3 separate regions of the Mus musculus genome follow, and regions 1 and 2 are each linked to region 3. A link is a contact called in public HiChIP or PLAC-seq and promoter capture Hi-C data. All regions are on one chromosome and are shown on one strand. The core of a region is the stretch at or near the end of the contact, and the rest is flanking DNA. Distances in the headings are between cores, read along the strand shown.

What was found. HiChIP or PLAC-seq counts read pairs in DNA pulled down with a chosen protein or histone mark. Capture Hi-C pulls out chosen DNA fragments and counts their contacts.
Region 1: a contact with region 3 is called in an H3K27ac HiChIP or PLAC-seq map of extraembryonic endoderm stem cells. The contact joins the enhancer-like site here to the promoter of Cmbl in region 3. A contact is called at or near these places in 6 of 39 promoter capture datasets (the 3T3-L1 cell line, the HPC-7 cell line, HPC-7-derived erythroid cells and 2 more), 2 of 484 Hi-C or Micro-C datasets (liver and nephron progenitors), 4 of 115 datasets of contacts at active chromatin or transcription factors (embryonic stem cells, extraembryonic endoderm stem cells, pancreatic cancer cells and 1 more) and 1 of 9 other capture datasets (adipose tissue).
Region 2: a promoter capture Hi-C map of pancreatic islet shows a contact between it and region 3. The contact joins the promoter of Ankrd33b here to the promoter of Cmbl in region 3. A contact is called at or near these places in 2 of 484 Hi-C or Micro-C datasets (liver and neutrophils), 1 of 115 datasets of contacts at active chromatin or transcription factors (embryonic stem cells) and 3 of 9 other capture datasets (adipose tissue, liver and pancreatic islet).

The regions. Positions count from the first base shown.
Region 1 is chr15:31,342,071-31,346,814 of GRCm38.p6, forward strand. All of the region lies in intron 1 of Ankrd33b (ankyrin repeat domain 33B), which reads right to left. Among named protein-coding and RNA genes, the nearest start is that of Ankrd33b, 23 kb to the right of the region's middle. Within about 2 kb of position 1,706, at least 112 of the 459 cell types and tissues checked have an H3K27ac peak or open chromatin away from gene starts, as enhancers often do. A contact at or near this core is called in adipose tissue, extraembryonic endoderm stem cells and liver, where this site is marked.
Region 2 is chr15:31,365,618-31,370,093 of GRCm38.p6, forward strand. It overlaps Ankrd33b (ankyrin repeat domain 33B), which reads right to left and starts at 2,142. Exons shown (of 4, transcript NM_001164441.1): 1 at 1,422-2,142. The coding sequence starts at 1,775.
Region 3 is chr15:31,566,456-31,571,177 of GRCm38.p6, forward strand. Cmbl (carboxymethylenebutenolidase-like (Pseudomonas)) reads left to right here and starts at 2,378. Exons shown (of 6, transcript NM_181588.4): 1 at 2,378-2,484.

The DNA of each region.
Region 1 (4,744 bases), core at 456-2,955, 230 kb before region 3:
GCACCCCTCCCCAACCCAGCACAAGGCCAGTACTGCCTTCTGACTTCCTCCCCTGACTCCCATCATGCTCAGGGTGTCACCCTTGCCCCATTTCCCACTTAGGAAACACCCATTCCAGACCATGGCTCAGCTCCTGCTGCTGAGTCCCCCATTGTAGCTTAGGCCTTCTCTATAGCCCCTCCCATTCAAGGACCAGGACTCAGGTCTCAGGAAACTGACTCACTGGTGATGAGCAGCTCTCATGTGGTTCACAGGGGTGACAGCCGGGTGACAATGACAGGTAATTTGTCTAGATGTCCCCTCCAAGAACAAAGCTGTCAGACCAAATGGTGAGTGACTACCTCAGAACTATGGGGGGGGGGGGGTTCCCTTCTCAGTGGGAGCAGCAGTTCTCTTCCCTGTGGCCTGCAAACTCTGTTTCTCATGCCTCAGTGAGGGAGGGCACGTCTAACGACAGCAGTTTTGAAAAGCAATTTCAATCCTGTGTTTATAAGTCCTTTCAGTGCAGTAACTCATGCGCACGAGCTCTGGAAGATCTTGGGGAGTCACAGGGAATGTGAGGGCTCCTGACGTCCCTAGAGATGGTTCTTCTATTGAGCAATGTAAGGCAGGAAGCCAAAAAGAATGACTTCTTGGCAGAAAATGAGGAGACAGGAAAGGAGTTCACACAACCGGATTCTAGGAACCCAGAGCGGCTAAGACTGGGTGAGATCAGCACGGGGAGCACACAGAGTGGGTACAGATGACTTCATAGGACTGCTGGCACAACTGCTGGTAGTCTGTCAGAGTCAGGTGTGTGCCAGGGTGGAGGGTGACTGGAGGAGGCAGCAGGGGATAGAATCTGGGGTCTCAAGGTGAGTAAGATGGGGGGCCTGAGCTGGAGACACAAGGGAGTTGAGAGACTGGCCCAGAAAGAAGCCAGGAATCCCAACTCTTTCAAGAGCATTAACTGAGTGGACACACCTGCTCCCTGAGTACCCTGGTAAAGCTATTGGGGAGTAACTGAGACTTCCCTCGCTGCAAACCTGGAGGCAGGTGTGTTTCTCTCATTATCTCACAGGGCTGCATCTGACAGCTGCTTTTACTCTTTCTTTGTATCAATATGCAGATTCCAAGCTTTGTAAAAAGATCTTGTGAGAGAGAAAGTGATTTAGACCCTAGGAATTTTACTAAGTTTCTAGTAGACATCCAAAACATTGTACCCTGTTTCTTTAATCAAAGACATTTCTTTTTCCTCGTGGGTAATATAAATATCAAACCCAAGTAGATATAAACTGATCAGCTCAAATATATAGAAGGATATCAGTTATGCATAAAATAAACCAAAAAAGATGAACACTAGTTATACACACACGCGCACACACACACACACACACACACACACACACACAAACAGCAATTTACTTGACAGGTATAAAGAAAGAAAGGGGCCATCCTGCAGCTTCCATCCCTGGAGGGAAGTGGGGTCCTGTCAGCCTCAGTCGCACCCCATCAGTGGCACCTGTTGTAAAAGTAGGTATTTGTTTGGCACACTTGCAAAACCTAAAATAAAATCTGACTGTGCCATGCAGGCCTGTACTGAAAGCCCTTGTCATTTGGGTACCTTTTCTTCTTCCAGCGACCGGAAGGCTGGGTGAGCTCATACCAAGAGGGACAATGCAGCTGACTAAGCAAACACACAGAGCAAACACTTTGCAAATGTTTGCTGCTGCTTTAAACCGACTAAAGGAAAATGAAGAGGAGGCCATGGGGCAATGCACAGCAGCAGGGATTCCAGGGTTCAGCGGCTTAAAGGGCTTGCTGCCAAGTCTGCTGACCTGAGTTGTCCTCTGACCTTCACCTAAGCGCCATGACTAGCACACACACGTGCACACAGTAAATAAACAAATCTTTAAAGAGATGCCACAACAAGATCAGGAAGAAGCCATCCCAGAGCTTAGGATTCTAGATGTAGCGCTGGGAGGCAGCGGGGCTCAGGAAGTTCCAGGCCAATCGTTTAAGCTAAGATCCTCACGATGTAGAGAATTTTATGCAAGAATCATTCACCCACAAGCAGACAGTAGAAGAACGCTTGCCGTCTGTGACTTACTGAGAGACCCTTGTCACCTCCTTCCGGCTGCTCAGAGTCACCTTGGCTGCAGCTGCAACACTTAGTGCGCTTGCCCCTTAGATCCCTCTAGACTCAGATGCATGGAGGTTGATCATATGCCTCAGAGTATTGGTTCCTAATACCTGGAGCAGTGCCTAAAGGAAGCTGCCAGGGTGGGGCTGGGGAACACTAGTTTTGCTTTTTGTTTTGTAAAGAATAATAAGTTAATAAATAGCTAAGGCTTCACCACCAAAAACGGATAAAGACGGAGTAAAAAGATAGGCCGAGATAGCGTAAAACAAGTCACCACACTGAAAGAAGAGTGATCCTGTCTCACCAGGTGACGCTTCACCAAGTCAATTCTGCGTTACAACAACAGTACAAAATGACAACACAAATTTACTCATTTTCAGTTTGTGAAATCAAACTAGAAAGTTGAGATCATAGTATAGTTACAAAGTCAAGAAAATGCCATTAATCTTGTCTGCAGAAAGAATTGAAGACAGAAGGAGAAGTGGGTAGTGAGGGGGCTGGGGGCGCGAGGAAAAGCTGAGAAACAAGAGCCAGAAGTGAAAGGTATGGAGCTGAGGTCAAAATAAAACAGGCAAGGGTGGGCATGGTGGTAGACATCTACAATCTGAGGCCAGCGGAGCTCAAGTTTGAGGCCAACCTGGGCTACAGAGTGAAAACCTGTTCCAAATACGCAAGCACGCAAGCACGCAGGCACCCACGTACGCACCTACGCACTCACGCAAGCACGCACGCACGCAAGCATGCCCGCCATACAAGGAATGAGAATAATACATGCAAATGATGCAGATGGCTGGCTAGGTCTGACTCAAAAGGAGGAAAATGAGGGATAGGAACAAAAATCTCCATCTGCCACAACAGTGAGTCGTGAACATCACCCTGAACTGATAAATCAAGACTCATCATGAGTGAGCAAGTTCCCAGCCAGAAGAGCGCCGGTCCCGGCCAGATGGAATGAAAGTGGAAGCGAATAGGGTGGAAAGTGATCCATCACTCTGGGCAGCCGCCAGGCAAGCGGTCTGGGGAGAAAACCACCACAATTCGTTGCAAGCTCTCGGGCTTCTAAATGGTTTTCTAAATGTGTGTGTCTGATACTTCAGCAAAATAAGAGCGGAAAACAAAACACGGGAGTGAGAATACAAATCATGGGGATACAGGTAGAGCAGACGAACCAGAGATAACCCTTTGTCCTTAGCAGTTAAGCATTAAAGAAATGCCAGGATAATGGAAAGAATACACAAACAACTTTGTTGGGCAAGTTAATAACCAAGCAAGGTGTGGTGGTGGCACTCGCCTGCAAACCCAGACCTCAGCAGGAGGCAGCAGATTGAGATCTTAAGGGTAGCCCAAGATAAAAATCGACAACACGTCTCGACGGGCCCACCCGCCACACACACTCACCGAGCATGGGAACTCATGCCTCAAATCCTAACATTTGACAAGCTGCACTGTGCTTTAAAGCCCAGTCCGGGCTACGTGGTAATTTCTGGACCAGCAGGGACTACAGAGTAAAACCTTGCCTCAGAACACAAAGCAGGGGGGGTGGAAGGGGTGGGATTTAAGGAGCCCAGGAAAACGGTTCCTCAAAGAGCGCTTGCTGCCAAGGCTGGCCACTAAAGTTCCATCTCCAGGATCCATAGGATATAAAAATAGAATGGAGTGGCTGCAGGTTTTCCTCTGACCTACACACACACACACACACACACACACACACACACACACACATACACACATGCCATGGCTTGCATGCTGGCCCTTCCCACAAAAACAAAAGAACGAACATAAAAAATTAAGGACAAAAATAAAGGTGTATGTATGTACATATATACATACATCCTAAAACATTTTATTAATCAAAAGACAAGCATTTGGGGAGCACAGAAAGAATGAAATACATACATATGTAAGTGTACTAGACACACTTAAATACAGCATTCCCTTGCTGCTAAACATCACAAGCAAAGCTAAAAGGCTGTTGGAAAACAGCAACCAAAATGAATGGTACAGTAATGTATTAGACATCAGTCTGAAGTACCAATAGTATAATTATGATATTATAATTATCCAAATGGGGAGAGGAAAGAACAGGACCGCCCCAGACCAGCAAAGAGCTAACGAGCACCCGTGAGCTTCACACCCATCAGCAGGCAGAGAAGGTAAATTAAACCATTATTGCAATATCAAATACTGAACAATAAAGACGCCATTTCAGAACTCCACAGAGAGCATGTTATTTAATTGCTGGTGGTGGGCAAACACTCCCGGCCATGTAAGAAAAATAAGGCTGGATCTTAAGGCCCCAAATGAATCGACAGACATAAAGACCGTAAAGACCCTGGGAAGAATTCAGATGACTCCCCCTATCAACGTGGCTTGAAGCTCAGTGGCAAACCCCAAACCATTAGCAAATGGCTGACTCTGGCTGTGTGAAAATTCAGTTCTCCTCAGCAAGACTATGTAAAACAAACCAGAGACTGCTGGTTTCAATGACAAGACAGGGCATCCTGCACACTTTCTCTTTCACTGAAACCAATTTAAAAAAAAAGACTAAATATGTTCTACAAATTCTACAGTTGAGTGTGGTAGCCTATTGAGAGGAGGATGTAGGCAGACCAGCCTGGTCTA
Region 2 (4,476 bases), core at 892-3,391, 200 kb before region 3:
CCTGCTGTGCACTGTGCACGGTTTAACTCGTTCTCAATTTCCCTTGCTGTTTTCAAACGTGGTTGCTCGTTTGGGATTTTTTTTCCTCTCTCCGGAAAGTATAATAAAGCTGGACGGCCAACGGCCACTCACAGGTGTACGCTTCCAAGCAGACAAGGCTTGCTCAGGAAGGGGGAGGTTTCTAACGCCAGCGCCTAACCCAGAAAAGTCGCTTACTTAAACTGAAAGTGGAGCAGAGCAATAGCCCCCTGAGCCTCTCCTCCCGCTGCATGCCAGCTGGAACAGCCACCGCGGGCACCAAGGTGGTGCTGACCTCACCAGACCCATCTCCCTGTCACATCACAAGCACAAAACATTCCTCCAAGTTCAATGTCGGGTTATCGAAAGCAGAAAGTGACACCCTGGCTTCACCCTTGCCTAAGCCTGACCCAGACTGCAATCAGGCACAAAACATTGCGCATATACAGCCCCCAGGATAAGCCAAAGGCACGGGGTCACCATATTTTCCGTCAGCTGTGACTCCCAAGCAGAAGCACGGGCGTCCCTAATTTGTTCAAAGCTGAGTCTGCAAAAAAACCACGGGGCCTCTGGGAACATGGAAATCAGGTGAGGTTGTTTGTCCGCCCAGCAGAGACTAATGGGGACACGGCCACAGCGGTCACTTTCCCATTTACTAGTCAGTGGAAACAGCTCTCCAACTTTTTTTTTAAACTTTCTTACTATCTCTGAATCTTGGCGTAATAAACGGAGACTGCCTCCTTACTTCCCCGCGTGCTGACCCTGGAGTGTGCCCCTACTGAGCTGCGCAGCACCCGGCCTGCCTGAAGCGTGGCTGTGAAGGCTCATTGGCTTCGACCCGAGCGGTGACCGCACATAAAGCTGGCTGGTCGCCGCGCGGGCCACTAGGAAAAGCACGTAAAAAGCCAGGGCGGTTTAGGTAATGAAAGGAACTGTAGCTTCCAAATCCTAATCCAACGTGTTAGGCAAAGACAGCGGGAGAGGCAGAGCGGACAAATGCGGATGGGGGTAGGAAAATGTCCCCTGAAAGTGAGTAGAGACCATTGCCTACCTGGTGCCTGGGGAAAGGTAACAGTCAGAGGGGCACTGAGTGGAAGGGACACCACACACACACACACACACACACACACACACACACACACACACACATCTCAGATGTCACCACATTTCCAGCGCGGAGAATTCTTCCTCTGGGGAGAATTCGGGGATACCGGGGCGGTAAAGGGTCCTGGATGAAGTAGGAAGCCGGGCTGGACCATCTCTGCCCGCTCGGCAAATGGGGTCCCAATTGCCTCACAGGAAGGAAAGGGTGCTCTGAGCGGCAGTTGATCCAGGATTGGAGTGACAAGGAAATGCGGGCAAGGGAGAAGAGCGGAGGGAACCCAAACCCTGTCGGGACTTACCCGGCCGTTGCGGTCAGTCTCCCGTACCTCCTCGGAACTCGGCCCGCGCCGCACTAGCGCCCGCAGCAACCCCACGTCGTTGGCGCAGGCGGCGCGCAGGAGGGTCGCCGCCTCAGGGACGCCCTCCGGGACGCTCTCCGCGCTCACCGAGCCGTACTCTTCCTCGCCTCCGGGAGGGTAGAAGGAATCGTCCGATGCGATGCTGCGGGTGTCCGGCAGACTAGAGAAGTCTTCGTACTCCTCGTAGTCCGCTGGGTCTTCTCCTGTCTGCTCGCTACGGGGTGGCGTCGGCGACTGCGGGGACAAGCAGCGTGTCCCGCCGCCCTCCGGCCCGGGCCCAGCCAGCAGCACCATGCTGGAGGCCAAGGCGCGGGCCGGGGGCTGGGGCTCGAATTAGGGGACACGAAAACGGGGCGCGCCCGGAGGTCACCGACCCTTGGCCCCTGCGTTCGCAGAAGAGCAGGAGCCCCGCGCGCTCCAGCCTGGCAGAAAGCAGCTCCAGGCGGCTGCGCTCCCGGTGCAAAGTCACTGGCGACTGGAGAAAAGCCCCTTGGGTGGGAGGAGCCGCCGGGGGCTTTCCCTGCCCCGCCGGGCGGGGTGAAAGCGAGGCAGCGGGCGGGGCGCCTTCCCGGTTAGAGTCCCGGGAGCATCAGAGATCCTCTCCAAACCGTGCCACCACCACACGGCCACTTTGTCCCGAGCAGGGAAAGGCTTGTTCGGGAGATCCTGAAGCTGTAACTCGAGAGGCTGAAAGCTAGCGTGAGGGACAGCAGGCGCCCCGCCCCGCCAAGGGCTGCTCCCTGGGGGCCCGGGCGGAGATGGAGTCCGGAGACGCCAAAGGCTAAGCAAGTTTCCAGCGTCGGAAAGTACCCGCACCAGGAGGCTCGCCCCTTTCCCACTCCCCACTGAGGACCGTAATCCGCCCCAGGGCCGAAGGAGAGGGGCAGCCGCAAGACCGTCACCTCTCGGGCAGTCCTAGTTCTGACCAGTTGCAGTCCTGGGACTCCCTGAAAACTCTCTTGGAGAGTGGAAAAGCGTCCGCTCGGGGCGAATGGTGGAGCTGTCCACTTAGGAGGAAATTCCATCTTGGGGAGAACCTGTCCTAGTGACGATCCTGATCCAAATAAGGACCCGAGGCTGATTTGGGGAGAGAGGGGCTAACTTGAAAGGAAGACAGGGTCTGCAGAGTCTCCAAGTCACCCAAGCCGGCTGTGACTGGCAGGTTGATAGGAAAAAAATCTTAGGGAGATGGAAAAGTGATCAGGAACCGCAGGGAGGATGACGGGGTGAAGAGAGACAGCACCTGGTCAGAGCCGTGAGAGGGCTCTACTCTCCCCAACTCCTGACTATTGTCACTTGGCAGAGGGGAGAGGGTGGTAACGGGTCATGGAAGATGAACCAGAGAAGGCTGGAGACCGACCAGCTTTGATCCCAGGACTAGAAACAAACATTTCGGAAATCGAGATTACTGGCCATGTTGAGTTGTCGGAAGTGTGTGGATGAATTTATCACTTGGAGCCCCCCTCACTATAAAGAGGAGGAGGTGGCATGGCCCTGTTCTAGAGGAAAACTTGTATATCCCAGCTGTGTCTCATGAGGCAGCAAGAAACCCCTCACTTCTCTCTCACCCCACTGCCTCCTCTTCATTTCTACCCATCCTGACAGCGAGCCTACCAGGCACGTCAGCCCGTGGGAGGCCCAAAGGGGAACACGACTAAGATCCTGGAGACAAGACACAAGGACCTGGATGTGGGTGGGCAAGCCAAAGGGCATAGTGGGAAACCTCGTGCAGTATACTCCAAATGGGCACTGGAGCCGGCAGGCAGTGATGGCACAAGCCTTTAATCCCAGCAATTGGGAGGCAGGGGCAAGCGGATTTCTGAGTTCGAGGCCAGCCTGGTCTACAGAGTGAGTTCCAGGACAGCCAGGGCTGTCTCAAAACAAAACACAACAAAAAAACAAACAAACAAACCACCAACAACAACAACAACAAAAAACAGGCACTGCAGGCTGAAAGACTTTCCAGAGTTCTAGGGTGCCTAGAGCCACCCGCACTGGGCCAGTCACACTGAGGTTGTGGGAGGATCTGGTGTACCGGGGCTTTCTTTCTGAAAACCAAAATCCCCCCACTCCCAAGCACTGTTCAACTTCTCTCGCCATCTGTAACTGTCCACAGCTGCATAAATTCCCGCTGGGAATTTCCCTTTCCAGGTCAGCTTCTGTTACAGGGACCCAGGGGATTTACAAGGGACAGTTGCTCCCTAAACCGTGTGTGCTACAGCGAAGGTGGCAAGGTGGCGGCAAGGGCTGGCTGGCCTCACTGAGAGGAGTCTCAGTGTGGCAGAGGGTTGCGTTAAAATCTGAATCCATCACCAGAATCCTCAACCCCATGGGACGGCTTCGGGGGACAGAGCTGTTTCTCAGGATGGGGGAGGAGCTGTCCTGAAGCCAGCTCTAGCTTATCTTCACGGATGGGAGGAGAATGCTTATTTATCTACTTCCCTTTTTCTTTCTTTCTCAGAAGTTTAGGTCCAAATAGCACCGAGAATCATTTGCCATTTAAAGATAAACACGAACGGAACCGGGTATAACTCTGCAGCCTGCCTAGGGTATAGGTTTAGTCCCCAGCACTGGAAGAGCAGCAGGTATAAATAAATAGCTCCGAAGGAGTTCTAAGAGGGTTTGTTTGTTTGTCTGTCTGTTTGCCCTGTCCCCAGCCCTACCTCATCGTTAAAAGCATATTTTTATTCAGCCTGGCAGACACTGCGCCAGTAATCCCAAGGCACCGAAGAGAAGACATTTTAGTGTTCAGCTACTCAGCAAACGTGAAGCCAGCCTGGGCTACAGTAAGACTCAGTCTCAAAAACAATTGCGTGTATGTGTATGATATTCGCACACTCCTTTCCCACAGCAGTAGTAGGTCTCTCACCTTTGAGAAGGGGAAGAAGAGAAACAAAAATCAAAATGAGGCATATGCATGTCCATAGAGGGAAAGAAAGAAAGATTTAATCTTTTGGTTTTTTATTTTTTGGAAATCTGATACTATTATGTGAAC
Region 3 (4,722 bases), core at 1,128-3,627:
TTTATTTATTCACTTTACATCCTGATTGCAGCCCTCCTCCTGGTCCCTCCCAGCCCCTCCTCCACATTCCCCTCCTAAAAGAAGGTGGAGTTCCTCCCCCAGCCTCCCACATCCCGGGTATCAACCCACCCTGGCACATCTAGTCATTGCATCCTCTCTCACTGAGGCTAGACAGGGCAGCCTAGTTAGGGGAACAGGATCCACAGTAAATCGACAGAGTCAGGGACGGCCCTCATTCCAGCTTTTAGGGGACCCACATGAAGAACAAGCTGCACATCTGTTACATATGTGTGGGTGCCTAGGTCCAGCCCATGCTTGCTCTTTGGTTGGTGGTGGTTCAATCTCTGGGAACCCCCAGGGGTCCACGTTAGTTGACTCTGATGATCTTCCCATGGACTCCCTATCCCCTCTGGGTTCCTCATTCCCATTTCTTCTTCTTCTTCTTCTTCTTCTTCTTCTTCTTCTTCTTCTTCTTCTTCTTCTTCTTCTTCTTCTTCCTCTTCCTCTTCCTCTTCCTCTTCCTCTTCCTCTTCCTCTCCTTCTCCTTCTCCTTCTCCTCCTCCTCCTCCTCCTCCTCCTCCTCCTCCTCCTCCTCCCTCCCTCCCTTTCCCCCTCCTCCTCCTCCTTAATACACTGTATGTATTTCTGTTCCTTAAAAAAGAAAACCAAAGGACTGGAAACCAGCTCAGTGGTTAAGAGCACCTGCTGCTCTTCCAGAGGTCCCAGGTTTGGTTCCCAACACCCACATGATAGCTCACAACTGGAGTCTGTAACTGCAGTCCAGGGGATCTGACACCTCTTCAGCTCTTGGAGAGCATCAGACAACCACATGGTGCATATACATATATACATACATACATACATACATACATACATACATCATGCATGTGTCAGGTCCCAAAGAAACTCAGGGCAAATGGCTGGCTATTAGCATACCGAAGCACACACAGCCCTCCAGGCTCACTGGTACTTGTGGCTCTTCTCACCCCAGCCCCTACCTAAACCTCTCAATCATAGGGACTGCTTCCCTTCCCGCAACTTCCTTTTCCTATGTCGCCCCACCATTACAGACTCTGCACTCTCTTGGTTCTTTTCCCTTTCCCTTGGTTCTCTTGGCTTTTTCCTCTCTTGCACCGCCCCTCCTGCCCCGCCCCTCTCTTGGCTTTTTCCTCTTTTGCCCCGCCCCTCTCTTGGCTTTTTCCATTCTTGCCCCGCCCCTCCTTGCTCCTCTCTTCTCTTCCTTCCTACTCTATTTTCTCTCTCCTCTCATGGCCCGGTCTTTTCTGCTGGCCATGTTCAATCTGGATGTGTAGCTTCAATTCCAGGGGTCCACTTCCCTCTCTGGTCTCAGGTGACACCAGTCATGCTGACATACATGCAGGCAAGAGACCATATACATAAAATGAAACAAAAAAAATAGGGGCTTGGAGAGATGGCTCAGTGGTTAAAAGCACTGGCTGTTCTTCCAAAGTACCTGGGTTCAATTCCCAGCACCCACACGGCAGCTCACAACTGTCTACACTCACGTGAACACGCATGTAGGCAGAACACCAATGTACCGATATACATAAAAATACAAATAAATACATTTTAAAAGTTAAAAAATAAGTGAAAACAAAAACACAACTGAGCCTCCCTCACAAGCACCAAAACAAACAACAAGACAACAGAAGAAGAAGAAAAAAAAAAAAACCAGAAAAAAACCCCCACCTCTCCATCTTAGAGAAAATGTTTTGCTTTTGTGGAACACTAAGAGGCAGCTTCCCCACTCCATTGTATGCATTTTTTGACAGTTTCAGAAACAGGGAGAGCAATCCTGTCCCACCTGAGACTTTTAACGGAGCTCGTGGGCTTTAGATTTCATCCATCTTTCTCAGCAAAGGCACGGTTTATGTTATTGGTTTGCCCTGAGGACAAGCGCTGCCCAGAGCTAGGCCTTGAGCCAGCACCCACATCTTCAAGAGACAGCACCGGAAAATTAACACTGGTTTCATTGCTCTTCCCTGGGCGATGCCTCCATCTTCTTTTCTCAACGTTTTCTTTCACTACTTTCCTTCCTCACAGACAAACCACCCAAGCCACAAGAAGATTATATGTAAGTTGGGGTAAATACACAAATGTAGTAGCTTAGTGCTTGAAATAGCCCGATTGTGATTGACCACAGAGAAGTATGCGTCCCAGTAGACAGGCCCAGGGCAGAGTGCCAGGCTCATTCCCTGCCTCTTTAGGCCTCTGTTTCCCTCCTATCACCACTCTTCCTACCCTGCCTTCTTGCTTCCATCCGGGAGCCAGGATCCAGCCCCTTCTCGCGGTCCTTGCGGACCTGCCCCTCCCCCGGCTTTTCCCGGGAATGCAGGACACTGCCACAGCAGTGTCCACTTCCCGTGCAGACTGAGACTCCTCCCTTCTTCTGCATGTCCCTCCCTACCGGGTCAGCTCCAGGGCGTCTGCCTCCTGCTGACTTGCTCTTCACCATTAGACAAGGTAGGTGCTGGTCGCTGGGGACAGACAAACCTGCTGGACCTTGCCTGTGGCTTTGCAGGAAAAGGGCTTTTGCTGGTGCAGATGTGAGGCGCTTCCAGGATCATTTTCCAAAATGAGCTGCCATATATACTGTCCTGGCAAAAATGGCAAGGACCACAGCCAGCCCTAGGTGCCCACCCTTGACTTCTGAGGATATTTTTCTGTAGGTATTCAGATGTTTGCTTTTAAAAACAGCTGAGAGTTTGTAGTCAAACTCACGTCCCTGAGAAGAACCCTTCTTCCCTGACCTTAAATACTATTTTTAGGCTGGGCATTTTGATTATATTGTTGTTGTTGTTGTTGTTGTTGTTGTTGTTTTGTGAAGATGGAATCATGAACAAACTGAGCATATTTGCATTAAACTCAGTACCCACGTCTGGCAACAGTTCTTCTGGGTGGATAGAAGCAAAGACAGGCTGTCATATAAGAATATGACATCCTAGATGGTGGGTGGATCTTGCCAAGACAGTGTGGTTTTACACTCCATGGCCACTGGGGTTGGCCCAGGTCCTAAAGAGACTGGCCGATGCAGTTTATATCCACTTGCTGACAGAAAAGGACACCTGTTGTCCCCAGAGTCCGTTTAAAACAAGGTAGTCAGAATGGAGCCCTGGGCACACACACACCACGGGACAGCCTGCTGGGCCTGCAACAGAGAGAACAGACCAAAGGCATGGCAGTGATTGGCATGATTAAAGAGGTCTCTATGTGCCGCTTAGGTCTAGTTTTCTATCTAACGCTGTCCAAACCGTGGACCTGCTGCAGACCGTGCACATGGTCAGGAAAACTAAGTACTTGGGGGAGGGAACAGCAGAATCACTCAAGGCTAGGAGTTGGCTCTGCCTTCCTCAGGGCAGGACACAAAATCAGGCGCAGTGAAGTTTCTACAACCTTTAACCTGGCAGGCTGCCAGCCCCTCCCTCCTTAAACACCAGCTTTCTACAGGATCAAACTTGCCCTTGTACTCTGAGCCCATGTCTGTGACTCCTTTTTGCAGGTACTTCCTGCTGCAATCTTGTTTGTGCACTCTGAGCTTGTTAAGGCTCTCTATCTATCTATCTATCTATCTATCTCTATATATATATACTTCTTTTGGACAAGTTCATTGTGTGATCTGACTTCTGAGCTACACCAATCCTCAGAGCTTTAAATCAGGAAATCTGTACTCTGAGACATGCTTTCTTGCTGTGTCTGACTTCCAGGGGGCAGGGAAAGTGATAGAGTTTTGCTCCTAAAAGACAGCCTTCCACAAAAGGTGAACATTCATCCAGGTGTAAACAGCCGAGGGTTTATGGTAGTCACGACAGAGGGGACTGATGTTCTAGCTGATTCGAGAAAGATGTCACAAAGAGCAGACTTAGATCCAGCAAGGGAAGACCCCAGGAAGGTGTCTATGACACCTATGACAAAGGAGACATGGAAAACCCTTGGAGGGGATGAGGGAGCCCTTGGTGGAGGTGAGGTGGCCCTTGAAGGGGATGAGGTGGCCCTTGGTGGAGGTGAGGTGGCCCTTGGAGGAGGTGAGGTGGCCCTTGGAGGAGGTGAGGTGGCCCTTGAAATTTGCCCATCACACCTACAACAGGAATGTAGGTTGTGCTCAAGCTCCTTGTGTAGCCAAGGGCAACCCTGAACTTTTGCCTTTTACCTCCTCAGTGATCAGATTACAGGTCCGTGCCACCATGCTGTATTTGAGGTCTGGCGATTGAATCCAGGGCTTCATGCATGCCAGATGAGCACTCTCTCCACCAACTGAATGACCCCAGCCCACATTGTCCTTTGCCTTGTCATTTATAGAGAGATTTGCCTGAGGGGGGCAGGCTGGTAGGAGCAACAAATGCCCTACTACAGGAAAAAGCCTGTGACTGATAAATTTGCAGTGTCTCCCATGAACAATTATGGGGAATCTAGTACTTTGTGCCAATAGCCATCGTCCTGGCCAGACATTATCATCAGGATGTTGTTCTTAGGGCAATGGTCCCACAACAAGTTCCCTGACTTTAGGAGGCTCTGCCAGTGGGGATTATGGACTTGCTCTAAGGGTATGTGTAGCCTCAAACACACAGTTAATGAGCCTGCCCCAAGTCAAGAGGAACAGGAACCCCACCACTCCCACGAAGGACCCGATACTGTGCAGAAGAAACCACGCTTCCTCGCAGAGTGCCCTCCCTCTGTGGCTCACTCCCTGGCTCTCTCCCATGG